2 separate regions of the Hordeum vulgare genome follow, and region 1 is linked to region 2. The links are chromatin contacts, called in public Hi-C maps. All regions are on one chromosome and are shown on one strand. Each heading gives the region's core, a stretch centred on a gene start, on an enhancer-like site or on the middle of the called end of the contact. The rest is flanking DNA. Distances are from core to core; before and after follow the strand shown.

Region 1 (3,434 bases), core at 608-3,107, 540 kb before region 2:
TCTTTGGAATTCACACATGTAAAAGTTACGCATACTTACCCTCTTTTGATCATGACCGGGGCATGCGATTTGACGATAGTATAATAGGCGTAGTGTGTGGATCAGACTAAATTTAAATTTTAAATTATGTATCTTTTACTGACGAACAAATACAGGATAGCGACCTTCAACATCCATGTCCGTGGACTGACTACTTTGTTCGCGTACGGATCTGAGAGAATATTTGCGAGTAGACATTAAAAATGCACATGCTCTCTCTCTCAAAAAAAAGAGATGCAGATGGTCTAATCCTTACCAGTATCATTCACACGACAAAGCGGGGCATAGCAATATGATTTTATCATTTTTATTGCTAAGTGGGTGGGCAACCATACCTACCCTGGTTGGCTGTTTCATAACGAAAATATCGCAAAGAAGAGAACATTTGCTCACTCTAAAGCACCCACTCTTTGCTACGTATGTACTTTCTCTGTTCTTAAATATAAGATCTTTTAAAAAATTCACTATGGACTACATACGAAGTAAAATGAGTGAATCTATATTCTAAAATATGTCTATATATACATCCGTATGCAGTTCATAGTGAAATCTCTAAAAGGTCTTATATTTAGGAACGGATGGAGTATTGTAGAGTACCCAGTAGCAAATAAAAGCTGCTATATATGAGGTGGTGTGCAGTTTGTGACATATGTTTAGGTAGTGCAGGTCCATTTTATTTCCCATTCTACTACTAACTAGTATTTTATCTGTCCTAAAATAACGGTTTCAACTTTATACAAGCTTTAATATAAAATTATACTAAACTTAAAACATTTATTTTAAGACGGATGGATATAAGACTTTAGGCCCCGATAAAAAAAACTACTCCAGTACTTATACATGCATCAGCTAGCTGCGAGCCCATCACACGCACGGACCGTCTTGCCAACCTACGAAGTACCACGCGTCGATGACACCGCCGGCGAGCGGCGGGCCGGCCACGCATGCATGCGGCGAAAGCATTATGCCTCTGCTGAATCAAACGTACACCGCTTAGCACGCACACACGCACCGACGCACGGGGCCTCAGCCTCCAACGAAAAACCCCGCAGCCATGCATGCATACACACGTTCCGAGCAAACTGCACGCGAGGCACGCGGCAGGACATGATCGAAATGATCGGGAAGGAAACTGGGAGCGCATGCCGGGGACGCATGTAGATGTAGGCGCAGGGCGGCAGGGGGTACGTAGAAGAAGCAATGGACGTGCCCGAGGTGGGGGGACGTGCATGGTCGCCGTTTCGTCGTGGTGGCGGTCTCATCAGACGAGCGTGGACGTACGCTGCCGTGCCGGATCGTGCATGGGTTGCCGGTTGAAGAAGGGAGCAGCGTGGAGCAGAGATTGATTGCTCCTTGCGTGTCTCCTTCCTCTGGCTTTCTTGATCCGCGGGAACCATGAGAAGGTGCAGGAGGAGGACGTACGTTGATCTGTTCTGTGCAGAGAACTCCTATTTTTACACATCATTGGTATATTTTTGGTGAACTGATCGCAGTAGCAAATAAAGATGCCATGGCATGGTAGGCCCGGCCTCCTGCCGCGACCTGTCTGTTGATATGTCTTTCCAGCCAGAGCACGGACCCCCCTTCCCCCGCACACACACACACACACACTCTCTCTCAATCATGTCCTTGATCATAAACTCGGCATTTAAGCTTGTGTTCAAACAGGCGTCAGAAAAGATATCGACCGATGAAAAGTTTTTTTTTTTTTTGAAAGCGACCGATGAAAAGTTGGAGCAAGGAGAAAGCCAGCTTTTCAAGCGTTGTCATGGGTGCATGTTCCGTGCTTTCATGGTCTTTTTCTAGGCTGACCGGTGGGGTAGAGGAGGCTACCTTGATTAACCTTGATTACCAGGATCTGCCGTTCTGTGGCGAATTTCGAAGGAAGCGTGTGATCCCTCGAGGAAAAGTGGTGACAAGACAAACTCGCAGCAAGTGGCATCTGAGTCAAAAACAAAAAAGCAGACGGGGAAAGGAGCCCCGATCGATCCAGCCTATATGTTGGCCAAGCTGAGCGAGACCCAACACATAAATCCAGGGTTTCAGTGGCGCACAGCGCAACAGCAACCAGATGAAGTATCCACCTTCCCAAAACAAGGCCACAAGCCCACAAGGACCGAACCCTTCAGCAAAGCCGAATCAATCGATCGCTTTCTGATGCCCCGAGCGAACAAAGATCGCTCTTCACGCGAGGAACGGTTTAGTAGAGATGAATAATTTTTTTTCAAAAAATAGCAGAAAAAATCAAAAAAATACAGACATTTGTTTGCAGCAAAGATGATCGAGTGTTCTAGCTGGGTGTAAAATTTCAGGATTTTCTGTGTTCTTTGCTATTTTTTGATTTTTTTTTCAAAATACTGTTCATTTGGGCGATGTCGCCACGTCAGAAAGAACAGTGATGGCGTGACGGCAGGTGCCACGTGTCGGCTGACATGCCTGTTGCCACGACCGGGGGGGGGGGGGGTCTTTTTTATCAATTTCATCTAGAGGTTTTTTTTTTCTTTCTAACAATTTGATTGTGCATGTAATCTTTTTGGACAAAAACTCGTGCTTCTTGTGTTTTTATCAGGCACCACTCCACATAAGATATATGTGTGTGTTTCACATAGTCACAATCATCTATGACATCTTTTTTTTGAAACAAGATATATGAGATCTTTGGTGTCTAGTGCTAGTATATGCCTCTTTCAATGCAAGGGTGCTTAGATGAAGCGCTAAGTGCATTAAATATCTTAACAACCCAACTCCCGAATGCATAGAGTGCTTAACTTGTTGTTGCTAAGCCCACTTTATTTAATGATATAGCATCTAAACTCTTTCATGCATTGGTCATCTTTTTTCATTGAAGTGTTTTGCCTAGGTTCACGTGCTTGACATTGGTTCTTTCTGGGGTCAACAAAGTGCTCTCTCTCGTTCTTAAATGATGTGCCATGTCACTTTCTTGCTTATGTGGCATGCTTAGCACCCATCCACCATGGAGCACTAGAAAGGGCCTAAGAACATCTACATCCTGTCTGTAGTACTAGTATTCTACTTCTTTATCCAATGCACAAGAATGCTAGGTAGGTTATTCTCAATATAAGTGTTTATTCATTTTTCATTGTACCAGAGTGCAGTAGATAATAGTGATGCCTAGTCCCGAAATAAAAAAAGTTTTTTATTTTTTTTAATAATAAATCCCTTGAAAAGTAATGATATGGAGGGCACCCATGGATACAGATAACCATGAATTGTGTGAGAATGGTGGAAAAGAAAATAAATTTTATTTTACATTTGGGAACCGCCTATGATTTATCTCGCATGGAAGATATTGGGAATTCTCGGTCGTTTTTGTTGACGGTAAAAGAATGCCCCTCAAAACAATTTTATCTCCCAATTTAAGCTATGAGCTCTCG
Region 2 (3,855 bases), core at 157-2,656:
AAGGCAAAAGGATCTCCAAATATATATATCGCTAAACAAAGCTGAAAGGTTTTTTTGTGATATTAGTTTGCTAGGTTAAGCTCATTGAACGACATAATTTTTCTGCGTTGGCAAGCAACAAGCATGCAAAAAAATACCCACCAATTGATCCTTAATTCCATCCATCTTTTTTGAGTGGTTCCTTAATTCCATCTTCCTTTTAATATATCTTTTGAGGGATTACTTTTATTATTATTTTTCCTAATTAACTTTTTGAGAACTTATTACAATTTTTAGAGAACATTTCTAAAATGAATCGGTGTGCTTCATGTCCACTGGCTTAGTGTGGCCCATCACTAAACTATCCACGTTTTATGCAAAGAAGAAAGAAAAGGCCCAAGGCACAAGGCCCAATTTGCTAGAGGAGAAAACGTTCGGGGTGTTTCTTGGAATTCCCTATACGCCGCGCATTGCGACAAGTAATCGCCGCTTCGCACACGGGAAGCTCTCACTAGGCCGGCCCTTTTGGATGGTTTTGATTCGCGAGATAAAACACCGCAAAACGTGTTTGTGCTAGGTATCGAATCGACAACATCCTGATGAGGTACAAGCTACGCTAGCGACACCGATTGAATCATGTACTTGAATGAATAACAACGCAAAATCTAAACAAAACTAACAGCGACGGTAAAACTTAAAACCAATTCGCGCAAACTTTTTTTTTAATTTTCTTCACTCACTTATTCAATTCTTTTTTTTTTCTGTTTTTGTTTCAAAAATGTTCTGAATTTTAAAAAATGTTTCGTAATTTCATAAAATGTTCCAGAATTTGAAAGACATTCTGAATTTTAAAAAATGTTCTGGAATTTGAAAAATGTTCCAGAACTTAAAAAATGTTCCGGCATTTTAAAAAATGTTTCGGAATTTGAAAAATGTTACTGAATTGTATAAAATGTTCCGAAAGTTAAAAAAATGCTCAGGAATTTGGAAAATTATTCTGGAATTTGAAAAATGTTCCGGAATTTGAAAAAAAATATTCCGGAATTTCAATAATGTTCCGGAATTTCATAAAATAATCTGGAATTTAAAAATGTTCAGGAATATGGAAAAATATACTGGAATTTAAAAATATGTTCCGGATTTAAAGAATGTTCCGGAAATTATAAAAATGATCCAGAATTTTGGAAAAACTTTCTAGATTTTTAAAAAAATGTTCCGAAATTTGGGAAAATGTTCTGGAATATTGATGAAAATATTTAGAACATTAGAAAAATATTACAAAATCTAAACAAAGGTTTCGGAATTTGAAGAAAACATATACACAATAATTTCATTTTTTTGAAAAAAACAATCCGTGCCGGCCCAGTTGTGGGAAGCCAAATATGGGCTGGCCTAATACGAACGGTACAGCACGAACGTGATAGCTACACCATGGGTCGACCCAGTCTGGATTCACTATGTGCGTCAGGTGCCTATTTCACGCAAAATGCGTCAAATAGGAGCTCCCGTGTTTCTTAATCAAACGCAACTTTTCATACAGAGCAGACACGCCTCAGACAGATCAGGGGAGGAACTTGTCTGCTCGCACGTGGTAGCTCCTACATGCCGCATTCTGCGGCAGGGAGTCCCTCGGTCGCATAGGGCGGTCGCCCGACGGGGTCGTCCCAGTTCCTTTGTTTTCTTTTTATTTTTCTTCCTTTCTTCTTATTTCCTTTCATTTTTTCATTTTTGGTTCGTTTTTCTTTCCTTTTTTCTTTTTGTCATTGAATTATAAAAACGAACTAAAGTTGAATTTCCTAATCATTTTTTTGAAAACATGGACATTTTTTAAACTGTGAACAATTTAAAAAATGCGAACAAATTTGGAAGCACAATTTTTTTATATTGTTGAAACATTTTTAAATTATATTTCTTTTGAAAATTTGTTTGAACATCCAGATAATTTATTAAAAAACCAAAAACATTTTCCTAATTTGAAGAACATTTTTTGAAGATCCAGAACATTTTTTGAGAAATACAGAATTATTGTTGAAAAATATCAGGAAATTGTAAATTTCCAGAACATTTTTCTAAATTTTGGAATATTTTTTAAAATTCCAGAGAAACAATTCAAATTGTGGAACATTTTTGCAAATTTTGAAACATTTTTGAAAATTGCGGGTCATTTTTTAAAGTTCCTGAACATTTTATTGAAATCCCGAACGTTTTTTCAAATTCTGGAACATTTTTTAAACATTCGGGACATTTTTATATATTCTGAATCATTTTTTAAACATTCCAGAACATTTCGGATCATTTTTGAAACATTCCGGAACATTTTTTCAAATTGCCGAACTTTTTTTAAAATTCTGGAACGTTTTTTCAAAAATCCAAAACATTTTCTAAATTCCACAACATTTTTTGAAATTCTGAAATATTTTTTAAAACTCCGGCAAATTCTGGAATATTTTTTCAAATTCTGGAATATTTTTTAATAATCCAGAACATATTCCAAACAGAAACAGAAAAAAAACATAAAGAAAAAAGAAAACAAAAACAAAAGGGTTCCAAAACCGGGATCGGTGAAAACAGAAACAGAAATTCTAGAAAGTTTCCAAAACCAAAAAAAAACCGACTAAAAACCTCTAGAAGGTTTTCAAAACCGGGATCGGTGAAAGTGTTAATGGGACGGCACAAATCCCATCGTTCGCTCGCACCTCCTGTACAAAGCGGTGACTACTTACCGCATTGAGCGGCGTATAGAAAACTCCCTCGCACGTACTGGCTGGGGGGGGGGGGGGGCTTGGTCCCGGGGCGGCCGCCTGGCATTTCCATTTTTTATTAGCTCTGAAGGAATATTTGCATTTAATTTTACCATCAGGGCCTTTGGGACCAACCACAAACTTCAGATGCATCATAGTATCCAACGTGATAGCAATCACAAACCTCCTTCTACCACACCATTCCCCAAGAGAGTCGTGAAAAAGCTGAAACTCATGAGGCTCCACAGCAAAAATGGTGGAACAGAGCGATAAATCAAAACCACTCCGCACCTCTGATACGACGATAACCTCTACAATGGCCGCATTACTAACAAGTGCGGAAGACACCTCGACCGCGCCGCAATCGCCTTCGATGGGATCTGGGGTTGGTTCCCATAGCATAAGCATTTATCGAAATTCAGACATTCCGTCGATCAGCTGCGCGTCGTCTTCTTCTTTCTCTCCGTTTTCGATTCTAAGGTCGAACTCAAGTATTCCCTTTGGCCCAAAATAAGTATCGTAAATTTATAACTAAACTAGTACAAATTTTATACTAAATGCACAACAGTTATTTTAAAACGGAGGGAATAAAACGTTGCAGTGAAATGCAATGCCTCTCTTGGGGCCGGTCATCTGGATGAGCGAGGCCTCTTGCACAACGACACGATCTTCTCTGCCACGGCTGAACACATAGTTAAGCTTTAAATCGTACTCATCTCGTGCGGCTATGTATCCATATGTCATGTAGTCTATGTACGATGGCTCAAACAGAGTCTCCGTGCGGTCCGCGACATCGACCAAGTAATCCGTTTCATCTTTCCAATCAAACTGCTTTTTGTATATTGTCTTCGTTTCAAATAAATGCCGTTGATGTAGTATAAAATTTGTATTAAGTTAGTACAAATTTTACGACACTTATTTTGAGACGAAGGGAGTATATCGCACCATCAAGGTGGTTGCTCCCCGGAAAGATTAGCATGGGGTAATGTAAACCTTCGGTTACCATGGGGATGCTCTCCTCTGCGGGCGCCTTCTTCGTCTCCGCTTTATCGGCGATGGCACAACAGAAGCAGTGGCGCGGCAAGTCCAGCTTCATCTCCTTCTCACGGAAAACACGATCGCCAGGCGCATCTCG

What was found. A called contact is a pair of places that touch in the nucleus more often than the background predicts.
Region 1: a contact with region 2 is called in a Hi-C map of leaf, with 7 times the contacts expected there. The contact joins two enhancer-like sites. A contact is called at or near these places in 3 of 6 Hi-C or Micro-C datasets (leaf and seedling).

The regions. Positions count from the first base shown.
Region 1 is chr7H:537,583,519-537,586,952 of MorexV3_pseudomolecules_assembly, reverse strand. No RefSeq gene overlaps it. Among protein-coding and RNA genes, the nearest start is that of LOC123412943, 36 kb to the left of the region's middle. Within about 2 kb of position 1,857, at least 2 of the 3 cell types and tissues checked have open chromatin away from gene starts, as enhancers often do. A contact at or near this core is called in leaf, where this site is marked.
Region 2 is chr7H:537,042,627-537,046,481 of MorexV3_pseudomolecules_assembly, reverse strand. No RefSeq gene overlaps it. Among protein-coding and RNA genes, the nearest start is that of LOC123410117, 87 kb to the right of the region's middle. Within about 2 kb of position 1,406, at least 2 of the 3 cell types and tissues checked have open chromatin away from gene starts, as enhancers often do. A contact at or near this core is called in leaf, where this site is marked.